2 separate regions of the Danio rerio genome follow, and region 1 is linked to region 2. A link is a contact called in public HiCAR-type data. All regions are on one chromosome and are shown on one strand. Each heading gives the region's core, a stretch centred on a gene start, on an enhancer-like site or on the middle of the called end of the contact. The rest is flanking DNA. Distances are from core to core; before and after follow the strand shown. Region 1 holds the start of il12ba (interleukin 12Ba). Region 2 holds the start of adrb2a (adrenoceptor beta 2, surface a).

Region 1 (5,348 bases), core at 1,410-3,909, 120 kb after region 2:
TAATTAAAAGGCCATTTGAAAATACTGTTTCTCTGGATGTTTAAAATTTTAGAACTTAAAATGTAAAAATGTAAATATTTGTTTTGTTCTATAAAGGTCTGATAAGATTGGGGTTTAAATTGTAAATTGTTTCATTTTCATTTATTTATTTATTTGCAAAAATGACAACCGGTTAAAATAATGTTTTAATTTGTTGAGATTGACAGTCTGGATTAATCTTTCCACCAAATTTTAGTTTCTCAAGATGTCTGAAATGACATCATTGGCAATGTATTGTGTTAAAATTTTTTTTTAAATATTTAAATCTCATTCATACCTTAAAGCAGGCGTGTCCAAACTACGGCCCGCGGGCCATCTGCGGCCCGCAATCAGTTTTGTGGCGGCCCGCGAGGCTTTTTATAAATATCAATAGAATCTGGCCCGCTATACAAAAATGAACGTAATTCAATAAATAACCACCGGGTGTCGCTATTACATGCATTCAATTAAGCAGCAGTTCTTGTTATGATCTATCTGTCTGTCTGTCTGTCTGTCTGTCTGTCTGTCTGTCTGTTTGTCTGTCTGTCTGTCTGTCTGTCTGTCTGTCTATCTATCTATCTATCTATCTATCAATCTATCTATCTATCTATCTACACACAGTTGAAGTCTGAATTATTAGCCCCTCTTTGATTTATTTCTTCTTTTTAAAATATTTCCCAAATGATGTTTAACAGAGCAAGGGCATTTTTACAGTATGTCTGATAATATTTTTTCTTTTGGAGAAAGACTTTTGTTTTTATTCGGCATGAATAAAAAGCGGTTTCAATTTTTTTATGAACCATTTTAAGGTCAAAATTATTAGCCCCTTAAGTCTTCAGAACAAACCATTGTTATAAAATAACTTGCCTAATTACCTTAACTTGACTAGTTAACTTGATTAACCTAGTTAAGCCTTTAAATGTCACTTTAAGCTGTATAGAAGTGTCTTAAAAATATCTAGTCAAATATTATTTACTGTCATCATGGCAAAGATAAAATAAATCAGTTATTAGAAATGAGTTACTAAAACTAATATGTTTAGACATGTGTGGAAAAAAATCTTCTCTCCGTTAAACAGAAATTGGGGAAAAAATAAACGGGGGCTAATAATTTTAGGGGGGCTAACAATTCTGACTTCAACTGTATTTATATATATATATATATGTATATATATATATATATATATATATATATATATATATATATATATATATATATATATATATATATATATGCATGCATGCGTGTCTGTGTGATGTATGTAAAATTTGGCCCGCGACAACGTTTGTTTTTTTGCATCTGGCCCTCGGCCCAAAAAGTTTGGACACCCCTGCCTTAAAGAATACAGAAGGGAAAAAAATGTAACTCAAAAGCACAGATCCTATTTTTATTTTTTCAATCGTTCTCCTAATTTTTTTCATTTAATATATCTGTACAAATCAATAAAGGCTATAAAGACAAAGGAAATTTGACAGTAAATAGGGGTTTTTCCCTGCAGCATCAAACAGGGGAAGTGTTTTCATTTTGGCTCTAATATTGTTGGTGACCATGGTCGTGGTAAGTGGCTGTTTTAGGGACTGTTTTTGATGTGCTCATGTTTTGTAAGAGAATGACTTCATTCACTACTAAGCAGAGCGCAGACCATCAGATAAAACTTCTCAAAAATCAATACCACCATGCCAATGGTATGCCCAATTTTGTTGTTAAATGTTCCTTCCCCACTGCTGTCACATGCTTGATTGCATTTCAAAACTGCACGACTCAATGTCGGAGAAAAGGGAAAAGAGAAGCGTTCAAACATTGAAATTCCACCATAGCAATTATGTCTACTTATTACAGATTCATAAAAATTACATCAAAATATTGCAGATTTTATCCTCATGTTATATGTTAAATGGGAAATGCCAATTTTAAAAAGCACTTATTATCATTAAAGTTGTTTTATTTAACAAGAATATCCAGACAGGAAAAATAAAACATTTTTATAAACGTAAAAAATAAAAAAATAAATAAAAATATCTATAAATAATATTAAAAATGCTTTACTTTCAGCAAACAGTGAGGTAAAAGATGTTTCTTTTTCTTTTTTCTGTGTTTCATCTTGAATAGTGTGATTCATGGTAATGTTTAATGTTCTGACAGTGTCATTAATCTACAAATCCCTTAATGACTTTATCTGAGTAAAAAGAGGAATTGTTCATTTTTGGAAAAACCAGCTGACAGCAGGGTTTAGCCGGGACAAACAAACAGGTAACGCAACCAGGTAAATCATCATCCAGCTTTCAGATGAGAACTTGTAGCAAAAATCCCCCCCCCCAAAATATTGACTTAACACCTTTAAATCTCCATTACTTGCTGCAAACCAATTAGCCGAGTCTTGTGTTTTATATATAAGCTGAAACAGATGTGGAATACTGTTTTGAATGGGCTGTGGTGTTTAACAGATAATCAGTCTATTATTAGAGATAGTAAAGGAAGGCACAGTGGAAGTAGAAGCAACTTGATTAATAAGGAAAGCTCAGGTCCTGCAGTTGCTCATGCAGGGTTTGCTTCCTCTAACCTGTGCTGGACTTTTCCTGGTTGGGGAAATTCTGCAGTCCTGACACTTAGCTTAAAAGCTTGCATGTTAAACACAACAACTAATCAAAACCAGTCTGCTTGTGGAGGATCATCTTGCTGGATAGTTTTTGACTTTTGATCAAAGGTAAGTCTCATTTCCGAATATTAATAAAAGTTTATCGAAAACATTTGTCGTAAATACTATGCATTTTATAAAAGTATTTAGTTCAATTATTGTTGAATGCCTTGAGAAATATAGATACAGTTGAAGTCAGAATTATTAGCCCTCCTGTTTATTTTTCCCCAATTTCTATTTAGTGGAGAGAAGAATTTTTTTACACATTTAATAACAACATAATAGTTTTAATAACTCATTTCTAATAACTGATTTATTTTATCTTTGCCATGATGACAGTAGATAATATTTTACAAGATATTTTCCAGACACTTCTATACAGCTTAAAGTGACATTTGAGGGCTTAACTGGGTTAATTAGGTTTACTAGGCAGGTTTGGGTAATTAGGCAAATTATTGTATAACGATGGTTTGTTCTGAAGACAGTCGAAAAGATATATAGCTTAAAGTGGCTAATAATTTTGACCTCAAAACGGGTTTTAAACAATTAAAAACTGCTTTTATTCTAGCTGAAATAAAACCAATAATACTTTCTCCAGAAGACAAAATATTATCAGACATTGTGTGAAAATCTCCTTGCTCTGTTAAACATTATTTGGGGAAATGTTTTAAAGAGAAAAAACAAAATTAAAATTTTGACTTCAAATATATTTATTTATTTATATATTATGGGTTTACTTTGAGCACTTTCCCTGATTTTCCAATTAATCACAAAGAAGCAATACGAGGTATGATTATTAAACTGTAAAACATGTCATTTTTAAATATATATTATTTAACATTCAAACAACCCTCATTTTCAGTTACAACAAATGAAAACATTTTTTATTTTAACAACAAAACAACTATCACCATATGCAGGGTTCAACACAATTTATTTAGGTTGTCCAAACACAAATCTACAATTTTTTGGATTGAACATAAAGAATAAAGTTGCCCCCCCCCCTCAAAAAAATGTGAACATTTATGTTCATTTTATGTTCAAAAGTAGTTTGAACACTGCAAAAAATGCTTTTCTTTCTTAGATTTTTTTGTCTTGTTTCTAGTCCATATATCTAAACTTCTTAAATCAAGAAGCATTTTCTAGGCAAGCAAAGCATAGTTTTTTTTGTTTTGTTTTTTTACTGAAACTCATAGAAACTGAATCCTTAAAATTCAGAGAAAATGAGAATTTTCAAGTGGTTTATTACTTTTTCCATACACTGTAAAAAGCAAGCTGCTAAAAAGTGCGTACACTTATGGCCTTCAAATTACTAAGTAAAGGAACTATGTGCGTACTTAAAAAAATGAAGTTAGATAAGTTAAGTCAACTTAACAGTTCTAAGTTACAACAGGAATACTTACATTTTTTAAGTAAACCCAACTTGTCATTTTTAAGGCAATAGGTTTACTCATTTTTTAAGTAATCGCTTTTTACTGAATTACAGACAAATTATTAGCAAATAAGTTGATTATTTGTAAGTAATTAAATATTTAAATACATTTAATTTTCACAAGTTAAAAAAGTGTTAACTTTTCTTTTTACACTCCAATTATGTGGTTATGTTGTGTTTTTTTTTTTTTTTTTTTCGGCCATTTGGCTACTTGTAATTGTTTCTCATTTTTAATTCCTTTTATTGTCCAACAGATGTTTCTTCTTAGGTTAAGAACGTTGTTTTGTCTTTATTCGTTGGCTGTAGGATCCATCCAAACATCTGAGAGCTTCTGGAAACTCAAACCAAATGGTAAAACTCACATCAAATTTTTACAAAAATACCCCATGTTATGTTTTGTTAACTGCTGAGATAACTTTTAATTGCATTGGGCTTGCTTTAACATTCTTTCACTTCACATTTGTTTTTCGTTCGTCTGTCGACAGTGCTTGTGGTGGATGTTGATGTAAAAGGTGTAAATAGGGTAGAAGTGCCAGTGATCTGTGGAGAAGCGTATGAAGGGCATAATATCACATGGACCAAAAACAAAGATAAACATCTGGAGGCTCAGGGAAACAGGATTACGGTGACGGTGGAGGGGTGGAAAGGGGCCAATTACTCCTGTTTCGACAATGAGGGCTCCTACCTGAACCACACACTGGTTCTGGCCCAGTGGAGCTTTAGGAAGATCATCAGAAACACTCCTGAGAAAGGTAAAAGCATCATTTTTGTAACACATCTGAAGATCAGAGATGAAAAGGGGTTTTCAGGGATTAAAATAATAAGTGCCTTGATAAGTTTTTTTTTTTTTGTCATTGCTATGGATAGTCCTGTTTGTTTTGTTTTTTTTTTGTATATGCTTATATACTGTTAAAATATTTTTATGTTGGGAAAACATGAAGGAATTATGTAGCTTAAAATTTAAGGCGATTAAACTGAAAACAATTAAGTTGTCATAAAACAACTGAACAAACAGTAAACGTCATTTTTGAGTGTATAGTTTTTATATTTCAATATGCTATACACTTGTTTATTATTTATAAACAGTTTATTTGGCATTACAATACTAAGTAGTCTATAGATTAAATATATTGGGGTCATTTTTTTTTGTTTGTAAAAGCCAGTAATATTGTGATTTTTGTTTATTTTTTTCAAATATGTAAACATTTATTTATTCATCATTCTTTACTGCATCATTGTCACATAATCCTTCAGAAATCATAT
Region 2 (4,722 bases), core at 960-3,459:
CTGTGATGAAAATGGCCCACCGGAGAAGTTCTGTTATCATGGTAGCAGATGCTTTAAGCTAGTGATGAAGATTTTAGTTTATGCTTTAAAAATGTGGTATTGAGAATTAGTTAAACGGTTGCTGTTTGGCGACTGTCTAAGAATGTTCAAGTTACTCAATCACACATCTAAAAGACTGAACTACTATATTTTATTAAGCAGTTTCCTTAAACAAGCTGGTTTGACCAGGCTTCTTCTTTGTACTTTTAATTATTATGTAAGGTATTGTTTCTGTGCTGGGTTATAAGTTAGGTAATTTTTAACCTAGGTATTTTTAGATTTACTTTAGACTAGTTGAAGCAGTGCCGTGCCTGGTGTTAAAATATAAAAATGTTTCATTTTTTCCTGAATAAGTAAAAATGGCCTGTTTTGCAGAAGTGAAACCTGATAATGCTGATGTGAAGCGTTGCTTCTGTTTTGTGCATCTGCGACCTGAATGATAAAGTTTAAAATGCAATTTTACCCAATTTTTAAGATGAATCATTTTGGCAAATGCAAAATCTGCTGTAATTTGATAACCTAATGAAAGCTAATCATTCTTTAAAGCTTCAGTTTTGTTCCTCAATTTATTCAAGGTGACAAAAACAAGAATCAGAAGGGAAGTCCTTTTAGTGAACAACCACTTCAATGTGTTTATCACAGAAGTGCACTTGCCACGAACATTTCTGCTCATTTAAAACTGAATTGATAATCATTTTTAAGGTTTAGTTTTGTTTTCATGTACTACTTGAGTGTGCTAGCCTTTTTGAACGCGTTCATATAGAAATAAACTAAGCAAGAGATTTTAGAAGAGAAAACGATGAGGTAGATGAGTAAAACAAACGTTTAAAAAATGTCCCTTTTTCCATCACACACCCACTATTGGCCACTTACCAGATGAGGCGTAACCTGTCCTTAAGTGACACATTGAGAAATCAGGACCAGTGGAACGAGTCAGGACTCACCAAGGTGATTTACAACACTCTCATTTGGGCTTTGCTGCAGTTCCCATTAGAGTCTGTTTTATCTGCTGACAGGCATTCCTCTTTCGCCAAGTTCCCCTCAGCATGGTCACTGTCCCCCGAGCTGCCTTTGCTCTGCTCCCGGTTTTCACTCTGCCAGCTGTGTGCATTATATATATATCCATTGTTTGGCCTGACGTTAGGATAGCGTGACCTGTTGAGACATAGGATCTCCTTGAACGCGTACCTGAAATCTGGACTCCTACAGTAGATCAGTGGATTGAAGGCAGAGTTTGCGTACCCTATCCAGTTTAAGATTCTGAAAGTCCAGATGTCCACCGAGCCCTTGGGAATAACATTGAGTACAAAAAATGGTAGCCAGCACAGTGTGAATACACCCATGATGATGCCCAGAGTCTTCAAAGCTTTATGTTCCTTCAGGTAAAACTTGGCCTTCTTGGTGCTCCTCATCTCGCTGTGGTTGTTCGCCACATCTTGATTTCTGCTGTTGGATTTCTGAGCATGAAACCGGCCTTCAGTTTTGTTGATCTTCTTCAGCTGCTTCCTTGCCTCCTGGAACACACGGCTGTAAACAAAAACCATGATGACCAGGGGGATGTAAAAGGAGATTATGGATGACACAATGGCATAGGAATAAGTTATGTCAAATTCACAACAGTATGTATTGTTATAGCAACAGAGTGTCTCGTTATCAGTGGAAATCCACCACTCCATATGGATAGGTAGGTAGGAAACGAGCCCGGCGATGACCCATACCATCAGCACAATGAAGCGAGCTCTGTTCTTGGTCAGTAAGGACTGGTAGCGGAATGGGGATGTGATGGCGATGTAACGATCCATAGCGATGACACAGAGTGTCTCGATACTGGCCGTGACGCACAGAACATCAGTGGCGGTCCAAAAATCACACAAGAAGTGGCCAAAGTGCCAAGTGTTCAGGATGATGTAAAGGGCACCGAAGGGAATCACTACCAATCCCATGACCAGATCAGCGCACGCAAGTGATGTAATGAAGCAGTTAGTGACGTTCTGAAGACGCTGGAAGCGGCTAATGGCTGTAATCACCATCACATTGCCAAAGACGATGATCAAGACAAGAATGGACATGAGTGTGCCCAGCACTGTCATCTGTAGTTCGCTTTTGGTGGAGGCATTAGTATTGTTTGGACAGATAAGATCTTCGGGTATTGAGGACCTTATGTTTCCCATGACCTGACAGAGATCAAGAAAGAAAAGCAGAAGAAAACACGTTAACACAGTTAACATAGGTTTGTGCAAACAGTAAGTAGTAAAAACAGTGTAAATCCATGCAAAGACAAACCTCCAGAAAAGACGTCCACCTCAGCTGCTCCTTCCATGCAAAGTTAAAATACTCCTTTGTGTGTTAAGAATGAGTATATCCTCTTTTCATGGTGACTTTTTCTAGCATGCACTCTCTCTCTCTCTCTCTCTCTCTCTCACTCACTTTTGCTCTCTCTCTTCCTCCTTCACAGCTCTTTTCTCTTTTCTCAACCTCTCTCATACGCAGCCAGTCTGCTGAGCGGTGTTACGTTAAATGTGGCTCTCAGGCTATTTGTCAAGCCCTTATAGCATTCTGTGATGACATCACAGCTGACTTTCAGCCAATGAGCATAGAGTGAGGTGAAGGCTGCACTGCTGCTATAGAGAATTAAGGAACAACAGTGAGACACTTTGAGCACTATTTCAAACAGTTCATGCAGACCAGGCTTAACATTGTTTTATGATCGTAAAGGAGCTGTTTCATGAAAGCTTTGACATTTACATGAGAAAATACAAATATACTGGAGATTAAAAGTAGGCACACAAAGTTCAATATTAATGTATAATCTACCAGCACATGCAAATTTCAATTTTATATTTCAATATGATAATTAAGTCTTTTTTTTGACATTTACATTGCATTGCATTATACATTTAACACTTTTATCCTAAAAGACAATAGAGAGACATAAGCAATTCTTTTTAGCGCCTATAGTTTGATCAAATGTGGTACAAATGCCTTGGATAAAACAAGGCTAAATTTGGCCTGTCAGTGAAAATCTAACGTCTAATAATAGGCTAAAACTAGACTAGTCATCAAATAAACAGAAATAAATGACTACCCAAAAAAGCTGTTAAATCTGTCACTAGTCACACGATTAGTCTAGTTTTGAGCTATTTTTAGATGACTATTAGATTGTCACTGACAGCTCAAGTTTAGCCTTGTTTTAGCCAAGCTGTCTATGTTTAGATGTCTATTAGACATCTATGAAACACAAAATTGTTTGCTAGGTCAGTTCTCCTGCAGGATTTGATCATTTTGAATGAATGAAAGCTACCAGATGGACATACTCTTGGAGAAATGAGTCGTGATGTGTGGTTTTCGTCACCATTGTCTCCATTATGTGTGGTTTTGTTCTGCTCTCTGATGTCCGTCCGTTTCTAATGTGGATATGGGCTGGAGATTGGGTAAGATGTGGCTGTTGTTGTTTCTGCTGGAATATTAGAGAAAGAAACTATGACAGGATTTGGAGTGGGTATGATGGCTCCTTTTCAACACTATTTCTCGTGAGAGGCATGACACTGGAGTGCGAATGTGACAAAAGAATGGGATTTTAACAGCGGTGTCCAATCCTGCTCCTGGAAGGCAGAGTTTAGTTCTAGCTGTTATTAAATACACCTGAACCAGCTAAAAAAGGTCTTTAGGATCACTGGAAAATAGCACGACCCTCCAGGAGCAGGGTTAGCCGCCTCTGGTTTAGAGATTTCATGGGAACTGTAGATTTAATTGGTTTTACCACCTGTGGGTTCAGACTGAATGAAGAGGCTGCCAGGAAATATGGGTGTGGTACTTGTTTGTACAGTTGTTAAAAGAATTTATGCAATCTTTATGATTTGTTGTTGAGTCAGAAATATTCCTTTTATTATCTGCATGTTTTATTGGTGTTATTTTCAGTACACTATCTATCTATCTATCTATCTATCTATCTATCTATCTATCTATCTATCTATCTATCTATCTATCTATCTATCTATCTATCTATCTACACTAAAAAATATTGGGTTTCACATAAATTCGATTAAGTTATCTATCTATCGATCCATCTATCCATCTACACTTTAAAAAATGCTGGGTTAAACATAAATAGTTTGTTGTCTCAACTCAAATCGATTAAGTTATGTTTTTAGTTCATTTTAGTAGCAGTTTTTAAATAATTTCTTTTCTATATTGATTTATTTTGTATTTTAATTTCAGTTTTAGAAATCCTTACAACTTAAATGTATTTGTCGTGGTTATTGTAGTTATAAATGCAACATTTCTAATTTTCACTTACTTAAATTTGGTTACTTAACATTTATATTTTATTATTATGGTTGTTTTAGTTGAGAAAAAAATGAGAATATTTGTGTGTCGTTTGAGACTTCTGTTTTTGCAGTGTTTGGTATTTATGGTTCCTAAAAAAAGACTCTTCATTTTCAATGCAAAAAAATCTAGCAATCTGATATTTCAACCTGTCGCTTGTTCAACATTTAAAGGTTGAAAACATTTTAAAACATTTTAAAGTGCTACCATAATTCTTCAGTATCAGCCTGGACAGATAATCCAAAAGGTTTGTGGACAGGGGTGATCTAAGCGGAGAGCAACTGTAGAGAAGCTGTTGTCAGTTCAGCAAAGCTTTTAAGCACAAATTGCTCCAGGTCACATAAAAAACATGCACTA

Evidence for each region. HiCAR-type assays count read pairs that join an accessible place to other places.
Region 1: a contact with region 2 is called in a HiCAR-type map of caudal fin, with 4 times the contacts expected there. The contact joins the promoter of il12ba here to the promoter of adrb2a in region 2. A contact is called at or near these places in 2 of 18 Hi-C or Micro-C datasets (caudal fin and embryo) and 1 of 4 datasets of contacts at active chromatin or transcription factors (caudal fin).

The regions. Positions count from the first base shown.
Region 1 is chr14:39,548,741-39,554,088 of GRCz12tu, forward strand. It overlaps il12ba (interleukin 12Ba), which reads left to right and starts at 2,660. Exons shown (of 8, transcript NM_001007108.1): 1 at 2,660-2,722; 2 at 4,340-4,436; 3 at 4,571-4,837. The coding sequence starts at 4,340.
Region 2 is chr14:39,427,652-39,432,373 of GRCz12tu, forward strand. adrb2a (adrenoceptor beta 2, surface a) reads right to left here and starts at 2,210. Exons shown (of 1, transcript NM_001102652.1): 1 at 993-2,210. The coding sequence starts at 2,210. The coding sequence ends at 993. It also overlaps a transcript of il12ba not described here.